Regions from separate parts of the Drosophila melanogaster genome. Here region 2 is linked to region 1. A link is a contact called in public Hi-C data. All regions are on one chromosome and are shown on one strand. The core of a region is the stretch at or near the end of the contact, and the rest is flanking DNA. Distances in the headings are between cores, read along the strand shown. Region 1 holds the start of lncRNA:Hsromega (Heat shock RNA omega). Region 2 holds the start of sp3 (spermathreecae).

Region 1 (5,223 bases), core at 1,790-4,289:
AAGGTAATCGGGTTTTATAATAACCATTATTAAAGAGTTCATAAAAGTGTGGGTCATGTTGCAGTTGTTAAGATATACCATATAAAAATACCGTATGTTCAATTCCTACCTATTAAGTAAATTAATATGTCCTAAAAATTAGACCCTTTAAGATGCTTTAATTTGTTGTTTATTATGTGACGCGATTTTGAATTGGGATAGTTTTATATCACACCCTACTTATATGGATTTTAAGGGTATTTTACCAAGAGGCTAAGCCTTTTCGAAAGATTGTGATTGGGGTAATCGGAGTAAATGAAACCTATTGTTAAAGAGTTCAAATAATTGCGGGTCATGTTGCAGTTGTACGATGTACTTTTGGTTTATTACGAGACGCAATTTTGAATTGGGGCAGTTTTATAACACACACCTATATGGATTTTAAGTTTATTTTACCAAGAGGCTAATCGACATAAATCATACCTATTGTTCATGGTTTCATATTATTGTGGTTCATTTTGTTGTGGTTATTTATCTTTATAAATTCCTTATTACGAATATTATACTTTACAGTTTTCAATTTCAAACCTTTTTTTATTATTTTTCAAAGTTCTCTTAATGTAATCTCGTCCAACACGAGTCGTACGTGTATATATTTTGGTTCGGTAATTAAATTGAAGTACTTCGAGTAATTTTCATGTTATAAATGGTTTTTTTTGCCATTCAATAATATTATTTTTAGGTTTTTTTGTATGCAAAAATATGTGTGAAGGTGTATAGAATTTGGGACCTCCAAACAAAATAATATCCGTTGATTTTTCCAAAAAAATATAGTTCTGATGTTCTGATCCTAAAAATGTGGAGAAAAATAAATGCGGAATATACGTACTTTTCAGCTGATTTTAAACCTTAAAATTCTCGTTCGAATACAAACTTTTTGCGCTCACAGGAGATCAATAGACCTTTCCTCAATTGTAGACACTTTGTCCGATTTTTCGACTTGGTTTCATAACGTGAGTAATTTGTGTATAGGACGAACGATATTGGCATCTTGATAAAGGGCCTTTCCTCCGAGGGACTATTCTCGTAACGCTAAATTTAAGCTAGATGGTATAACTGAAATCGGATCTTTTCTTGAAATAAAAATATCACGAGCAAATGTTTCGAAATTTATTTTTTGAATTTTTGAATTTTTATTCACTTTTTCTGTGGCTTTTCTGTTATAGAGCTCTTTTGTTATTCATTTTTTCTATTTTTGTTGTGATTCAACAGGTACACTTACATCAGTACAGGTAATTCTTAATTGGTGAAGTGTATAAGAACAAAAATTTAAACAGTTTCTGGTATTTAAGAACATAAGTGACACATGGTTGGTGTGGAAATGTCTTCCGTATTGACTTTACAACTGAATATAAGAACAAAATTAATATTTACAACCAACTGGCAGGGTATATTCGAGCTCGTTGGTTCAACTACTAATCCAGAGACGATGTGTCATTGAACGTAATATGCTGCCACGTGTACGTATGTCTGCCCTTTACGGAACTTGTTCGATGATAGTAAGCGACAGAAGGCCTTTTCGGTAGGGTATCCTTCACCCATAGTGGAGCAGAGAAGTCGATACACCAGTGTTCCTATAACACAATCCGCACAATCAATCTGACAGAATCGAGCACCCTGGCTGGCCTACGACCCCGGACATTAGATATATGTACGCATATGATCTCAGTCACGGTCGCAGACACAGCTTTCGAATAACGCTGCAATCGGGATCGGGCCGAGTGCGTTTTCAGCACCCATATGCCGCCCCATGCTTGCGCAGGGTATCGACTTTTCACGGATCGATATCGATATCAACTTTCAACGCCCAACTATAAAGTTTAGAGAAAGAAATACATATTGCTTGGTTAAGTGGTATGGCAGGTTGCATATAGAGATGTTTACAAATAAGATTAACAGCTAGGTAAATGTTAAAACGTCTACAATCTAGTTTAGAATGTCAATAGAAGCGACAGGGACAAAGTCAGGCTGGCGAGATTACCGCTGATAAACACCAGTTATACGTATGGGGAAGCAAAACTGGGGAAAGGCAAACAAAGAGCTCGTTTGTATGTACGCCGCAGCGTTTTCTGCGCAGCTGCCGTTTTCGTCCAACTGCGATACATTCACACATCTCGCCATATGTATGGTGGGGGATTGGGGTGTCTCTGAGTGTATACATATATAAAAATGTGTATACCCGATAGGTAGAGAGTCAATTGTAAACGTAAGAGTAAGCTGTTTCTGGAGAGAGAGAACGAGCCAGTTGGTGGCCTTTCGATCCGGGGGTTGCTCACGAGAATAGTTCGAGAACTTTCGACTTGGATACACACAAATGTGAAGTAGTAGGGACACATTTACAATTTGCGATTACGCAACACGATGAAATTGCAATGGCTGCAGAAGAAATGGCTTCGATGCGACGTTTGAAAACGTGTTTCGCTACATACATATGTACGGTTATATAAACTACGTCTTAAACATAGGTTTGGCTTACGAATTAAGAATATAGAACACGCTGCATTCGTTGCTGTGTATGTATACCTGGCTTCCTATTTCAATCTTTCAAAATCCGCAGGTCAGGGCCATCGCCATTCGACACAGAGAGTACTGCACACATCCTTACATCCTGGATAACTGCCTCAGACTGCCTAGTGGGTCACTTTCTAGCCAAATTTGAGAAAACTGCCTGCTGCATTGCGAAATTCCCCGACGCTGACCAGCAAAATCGATGACTAATCACATCTTTTCCAGGGGGTTTGCGTATGGTTTCATTGTTTCCAACTCGAGAGCATTAAATGCCCGACGTGGAAAAATACTACGTGGGCCCTTGCCCCTGCATTTTGCAATACTCGTACTGCTGCTGCTCGTCTGCTGGGACACGATTTTTACACTTTTCCATTTTTGGTTGTAGCTACTGCTTGCAAATTGCAAGAAAGAAAATTTCTTTGTACTATTTTTAACTGGTTATTTTTTCAGCTTCACTTTGAATGCACTTGAACACTTTTCATTTGAGAGTGACGTGACCGGACTGAGGCGGCTCTATTTATACCCAACCGCTGGGTTCGGGAAAAATCTGCCTGTCTCTCGGGTCTGCGGCATTGGGGTTGGAGCGAGTACACTATATACATACATCGTATACGTGCTCCTACGGTTTCTCACGAGTGTCTACATCACTGTGCTACAAAAACTACCCTCATTTCGTGAGAAAGGTGGGTAAGCCGGTTAAGCACATACATATGGATTTTTCTCTTGTGTTCTGGAAACTACTGCACATACTAACCAAATCTGAATATGCACACATATAATGTCTAAGAATTTCGTGCTTCAGCGATATTCTTTCTTATGCTTTAATTACTGCTCTAAAGCTATGTGGTTACAATAAACAAATGCGGAAAAAATATATATATTATGTACAAATGTACATCGCTTTCGAAAAAAATAAAGCAATTCTTGTTGATTAGTGTAGAATGGAAATATCCAGAAGGAGACAAATAATGTTCAGTTTTCGAGAGAGGGACCGCATGCTTTTTTTTATTGATTCACAGGGTTGCTTTTTCCATGCCGAATTTAACGAAAGAATATCGATTAATTTCGTCGTGAAGAAATAAATAAAAATTAAAACACACAAATTTGGTTACATTTTATAGAAATATCGTTTTCATTAAAATGCATATAAGTTTAGTTAAAACAAGGCAAACATTTATCTAATGCGTACGTAGTTTTCCAATGTAAGATACATGTAAAAACCCGATGTCAACCCAGTAGTACCAATAAAGAACACAGTTGTAGATGTCAATTATGGCGCCGTATTGTAAAATAAAATACCCACGCTTATCGATAATGACAGACATTTAAAAACAAGAGAGAGTTCTATAATCGAGTTTTCCAACTATGAGATACCCGTTACTCAGCAAGTAAATTCAATTTTTTTAGTAATATCGGTAGAAACTGGCGAACAAAATTAATAAAATGATAAGAAATTAAAAATTGTTCAAAAGTGTGGCCGTGACAGTTTTGGCTGGCTTGTAGGTGTTGGCAACATTTTTTCTTGTCAAAACGATATAAAAAACGGAATAATAAAAATATGAAAAAATATTAATGGAAATAATGGACGAAATCGATATAACATTGTCCGTCTCTTTTCCTAGTCAGATGGTTGTTTTCAAATAAAGTTTACAAAAAACCTTCCATTAGGTTTCTTCAATCTAATTATTAGTTACTTAATTAGGTATATAAATAGCTCTTCAAAGTACTTTTCGGAATATATTGAGAGTTTATTTTTATACCTATCCTAATCCGGGTAGGCAAACATCTACCTACTCGAGCATTGAAACCCTCACAATGTTCTATTGTTCGGAGAGAATGGTACGGTTGGGCAAAAACCACCCCCGAATGCGTTCAGTGTAGCCTGGCGAGTGTCCAAATGTTTGCGAGTGCTGAACCAAACACAAGGTTTTTGAACCTTTGGCCGCTGGCTGAGCAGGAAAGCCAGCTGTTGCAAACGCACGCGCATCCTGCGCTCAATCGACCTCGGGATGGGTAGATACCTACTCCCTCCGAAAGACTGACGTGGGTGGGTGAATGAGTGAGTGGCACTGTGAGTGATTTCAGCACATCCTTGAGCAACAGAGTGCTCAGTTTTGAGCGCCAACTAAACTCTAACGAGCTGAGCGGCGAAACTTGAAAACTGTCATTAAACTTCAAACAAAAAGTATGCAAAGTTTGGATTATTTTGTATCGGTGGACAGAGATTTAATTGCCGACCCAGCTTAAGCAATGTCCATAACGAGGCGGAAGCATCTTCCTGACCCGCCATTAAGCCAAGTTGCACAGGCAACAATTGCAAGGAAAAGGCACATAATCATAAACAAACGGACGGACAAAAGCAATTGACACGAGCAACAAAAGCGGCAGCATAATGGAGGCAGCTCGGAAATTGCGTATACGCCGTGTGCCCCTCTTGTTGCTCTCTGTATGGTTTGCTTTGGTTCGGTTCGTTTCGTTTCGGTTTGTTTTGTTTCCTGCCGCAGGCTGACACACGCAACAAACAATAGCCAGAAGTCAAATGGCACAATAAACATATTTATGATGGAGGACCCAAAATGAGCATATGATGATTACGAATCCCACACCCAACTGGAGGTGTGTGTTTGAGATGGCATGAGATGGTTCGAGGAAACACAGCCTCCCACTCGGTCGCCC
Region 2 (5,223 bases), core at 2,033-4,532, 220 kb before region 1:
ATTCTCGAAGCGCATGCCGCGGCTAAACAAATAGAGTAAGAAGTATATATGTTATCAGATGATCAGATCAGTTTTAAGTAATTGCATTTTACCAGTAATCGTGAAAGTCAAAGGTTACATATATCAATCGGTCGTTGTTCAACTTAATCACGTGATCTGCATAAGCATCTCCAATTGTCTTCTCCTTTCCGCTCTGCTCAACCAAATTGACGATGCACACCCGCCCATAGGTCTCCAGTTCCTTGGTAAAGTGCAGTTCAAAGGCCTGTTGGGTCTCGGCAACCCCTCGATCGAGGCGTGGTGGTGGGCGATACTTGTAGCCCGGCTGGCTCCAGTAGATAGGCACAGATCCACGCACTTGGGTGAAGGAAAGCTGGTGATGACGGAATGAGAGTATTTGTTCCGTTTCTACGTAATTGGCACAGTTTCCCTTTTCGTCTACGCCCCGTCTCTTGTAGCTGTTGTTAAGTAGGAATAATATTTAATAAATTAATTGGATCCGGTAAGCTAAAAAGTATTACCGTGTTCCCGCACGATGACGCGATCTTCGCGAAACCAAGGCCAAGGTGAAGCATTCATTGCCTATGACACAATTTTCAACTTGCATGAATCCCTGAATGATGGGGAGTATCCAAGTTTTGTCCTGCGAATAAAGCGGTTTAGTATTTTAAGCCAGGGGCACGAATTTTCGAAACACATACATTCAAGTTAATCAAATCTCTTATCATATGCTTGTTCCAAAAGAATCTCTCATCCGGCTGAGACTGACTTTCCTCCGATTTGGCCTCATGGCGCTGCAGATTGTTGGTGATATCGCAGTCGAAGCTGAAATAAAAGCTGTCCGTCTCGTCGAATATCTTGTGTAATTCCTCCGTTATGCGGCGTTCAATATGCCTGGGCTCCCGAATGCCCACAGATGACTTAACCTGCTTGGTGGCCAAATTCGCAGCTTGCTGGGTAGTATTCTTAATAGTGTTGCCTGCACTCTTTACGGCGCCCCACGTCTTGTTCATGCCTTCGAATAGTTTGGTGCTCTTTGAGGAGCCTCCGCCGCTCGACGGAACGCTGGCATTGTTGTTGTTGGAGGTGGAGACGCTGTGGGTGGGCGTGGACTGGTTGCTCCTGGTTAAAAATATAAATGAATTACTAAGGAACATAACCTGTTGTATAAACTCACTTGGTGTGCTTGGTGCAATTGGGCAAATCGGTGTCCGGATCGTCGGCACTCAGAATGCATATCGACTTGATTTTGTACACCAAGTGTGGTGGATATAGAACGCCCACTGCCGAAGCCTCCTTTACCACAACTAAATGGGGTTCATAGACATTGGGCAGTGAGATTACACCAACAATTCCGTGTGTCACGCCAATGCATTCTATGTCGTCCACAGAACTGAGATCCCATCCTGGAAATAAAATATACTCAAGGCATTACAACTCAACTTTTTATTACTGAAATTATAGGAATTCAAATTTGAAACTTATAATCCGTTTAAACAAGTCTCAAAGGTTTTAACGTATTAATAATGGTTAATAGTGGTTAATTTAATGGAAAATCCCATATTTTGTAACTAAATATGCACATATGTATTGATTCAATAAGATTGCAGTGATCCCTAATCTCCTTCCCAAAGTCCGAATACAAAAATGTCAGAATAAATTGTCCGACAATTTTATGAATGATTTGTAGGTATGTCATCTGCCTAATGACCATGTTTTTGCTCGTTAGGGTTTATTGGGATTTGATTAGCGTACGCCCCCTGAATAAAACAATCTCTCAGAATAAACAACTGGCAAAGCTTATACAAATAACTAGAGCATTACTCGTTGGGTGAGCACGAATATTGACCGCCGACTAATGAGGACTGCCCTTAAGTGACAAAGCCTGTAATTTCAGGTTACACATTTGCATCTGGGGCGTTGCGTGTGGAATGATTTCCCCTTGGGTTTACAACCGCTCATTACTGTGCAGCGAATCTGAAAGGCACCCACACAGCCCACTGCTGCAGCTAAAAACAGCAATATGCAATTGCACTTTACGTGCCGGATACGTGCATCCTTGGAATTCTTTTATATGTGGCACGTTTAAAAGTTGCTCATGCATTTTAAAGCGACTTGCTGCGAGACCCCTTCATAATCTTATCTTGCAGTCAAGTTTATCTGGTTCTCCCAAATGAGATAGCGCCGGAAACTGTCTGGAACCCATAATTTACGCTTTCCTCTGCTGGCCCTAAACATCGATATGGAAGTGTGGCCCTTATAAATTAGACCAAGTTGATTTTGGTGGCAAAACACTTTTCATCGTGAGCACACACGCTTTTCAACAAACAATGAAATTTGACGGGCGGAGCAGCTGCTGTGACCTTGGCAAAGATTTATGGGCTGCGTATGGGTCAGGGGTCACGCGGCGGATGAGTCATGCCAAACAAACTGTGACCATCCCCAAGGACCTGGAATCCGAAGACTTGTATCCCAATACAGTCCGTTAATAGAGGCAAGTTGCGTGTCGCCAAATTGATCCAAATGTAATTGCTGCGCACTAAACACGCAATTAACGGTTGCAGACGCATTGTCGACTGTTGATTGTTTAAGTTATAGGAACAGCAGGATGTCAACTCGATGGGGAATAATAAGTTTAGGCGAAACGAAGTTTTTAGTTAATGGAATGAAATGCAATGAATCAAACTTGAAAAGCATTGAGCTGTCAACCAGCTACTGCCAAATTTCGAGATTGAACTGAATTAGTAATTCGATTAGATGGGGTTCTGGAGAAACCCGCTTTCCGGGATTATTCATGACCGATGAATCTTTTAAGGCTTGCGTCCTTGAAATATCTAAAAACGTCGCAGTGTGTGACACATACACACTGAAAACAAATGACCATTTTCAGGAAGTCGCTCAATTGCTCATTTTAAGCGTATGATACATCCACTTATCTGAATGAACTTTGTAGCAATATTGACCTCCGATTATTAAATAAACGATGAACATTGCGACACCCACACAAATACGATGCGATTCATTTGAGTCAATTGTGTTTAGAGACCTGTAATTTACCTGCTTTTATGGAGAACTCAGACGTCCTTCGGTGCCACCACAAACTCTTGTCCCGCTTCACGAAGATATAGTGCGAGTCGGTCTGGAACACCTCCATGGCTGGATTTTCTACTCTACTTTTGTGACATTACCCGACCAGCAGACCAAGTCAGTGAAAACTATTACTAGCAATTTCGCGATTCTTTTGTTTACGAAATTTGTGACATGACCGATGTGACCAGACTGCGGATGGGACAAAAACCCATGTACCATTTGTAGGTACATGTACTATCGATGGTGGCTACCACGATTTCTCGATTGCCCGATTACTTTCATTTCAAATTGGTCGACATTGATAAGAATAATATCTATCAGTTATTTTATAAAGTAAGAACATTGTCTTTGGCTCCAATATTTCTCTAGTACAAACTTACACAACGTACTTAAACTTTTTAGGCATTTTAGTTCTCGAGACTTTCAGAGGTCTTGATCAAGAACAGGAATACTTCTAATATATCTTTTAATATTAATAGAAAAAGCAGTACACTAAAAAGGTTCGATTACTTAATTAACTAAGATTTTTTAACATATTTTGGCTCATGATAATACATAAGTACTAACTTAATAAGAAGAATATTTAAAAATAACGTGTTTGGTTAATCGGCATTATTTTTCAGTATCTCCACAGCTGCTATTTGGATTCTACATGGTCCGCATTTCTATCCTATTTCTACACAAATTTGAACAAAAACTCCGCTGAGCATTTCATGTATAGTGGCTCCACCTTTACGGTCTACTTCCGAACTACTATTCTGGTAGCGGCCGACTTTAGTTTCCGATGGCGCCACTATATACATTTTTGATTACTTATTTACGAGGTCTAAATATTATTTAGTAAAATAATAATTACCAAGTTAAAATAAGAAAATGTTTAAATAATCTGTGTTAAGCTTTTAGATAGTAGTGGTCAGTATAGCAAGTTTCAGTTAAGCTTTTAAAGAGTAGTGGTCAGTATAGCAAGGAGTAGCGTTTTCATCTAGACATAGTCACACAGATATATGCCATTTTAAATATTCATAAAAAGAGAGCAAACATTTAAAATCTACCGCACGCAACATCTCTTTGCATTAAATATATAAACATACATATTTTATATATGCGATTACATGACTACTGCAATATGGCTTTCAAGTTTTGGTTTAGATGGTCCAGTTTGTTCTTAGAAACTATATAGTACCTTGATGAAAAAGATGCGTGAGGCAGTATTGAATCTAAAAATCATACAACCGTGAATTTTTAGTTTAACCTACATATACGATCCCATCCGTGCAATCTAACATATTTAAAATTTTATATGTAATTACTATCGAAAAGCTTTGTGCGTTCCTTAAAAAGCCTTGAAAAAATGGCTACAAGTCAGATGCAATGATAATAACGATGCTATCGTTTATTTACGAATTTGGGTCATTATCATCAATCAACTTTTTCCCGTCAGTTTGCGGCTGGGTGCGATTATGGCAGCCGTTAAAACGGGTTGAAGCCCCCAGTTTGGGGATGGTGAAAATCGATTTGGTAAAGTCTCGTTTCAAGATGTTCTGATAAAACCATATTTCATATTCCCTTCCCCATTGCAAGCTGATTTCTGGAAAAACAATTCTTTTAATAAAGCGCAGGACATTAAAAGAGCACAAATCAATTTGGGGAACATGCAGATCCTGGTGCTCATCTTGTAAATGGCCCAATCAAATTACTATGGGGACGGGGCCAGCGTTGCGCATTTATGACAAATGTTGTGCGCCTTGATGAGAAAACAATGTAGGCACGTTTTTATGCGACTCCTGGTCCTTTGAGCTGCCTTCATTCCGACGGGGATGAAGGCACGGGACAGGACACGCCGATGAGGTTATGGCTGAGGAACTGACGAACGGCGCTCAGCATCTCGCAGTTAATTACCGTAAGTGGCACGGCGATAGTTGTTAGTTGGCCGGTGAGTGCCGAGTGCTGGTGGCTGGATGCACCTGCCACCCGGAATACGGCTGCCTGCCACGGCATCGGACAGTCGCAAGTGGCGGATCAGGCAAATCAAACGCCCTGCCATCCGGCTAAGCCGGCTCATCATTCACGGAATCCATTCATAAAAAAGATATATGACACAGTCACGCAGAAAACACGGCGAATTCTGTGCTT

What was found. Hi-C and Micro-C count contacts between places; a contact is called where the count stands out from the background.
Region 2: a contact with region 1 is called in a Hi-C map of the Kc167 cell line, with 1.9 times the contacts expected there. A contact is called at or near these places in 2 of 107 Hi-C or Micro-C datasets (the Kc167 cell line and the S2 cell line).

The regions. Positions count from the first base shown.
Region 1 is chr3R:21,294,437-21,299,659 of dm6, reverse strand. lncRNA:Hsromega (Heat shock RNA omega) reads right to left here and starts at 3,039. Exons shown (of 1, transcript NR_074035.1): 1 at 1-3,039.
Region 2 is chr3R:21,518,987-21,524,209 of dm6, reverse strand. It overlaps sp3 (spermathreecae), which reads right to left and starts at 3,282. Exons shown (of 11, transcript NM_001170204.2): 1 at 3,058-3,282; 2 at 1,178-1,406; 3 at 702-1,122; 4 at 522-643; 5 at 93-458; 6 at 1-22. The coding sequence starts at 3,154.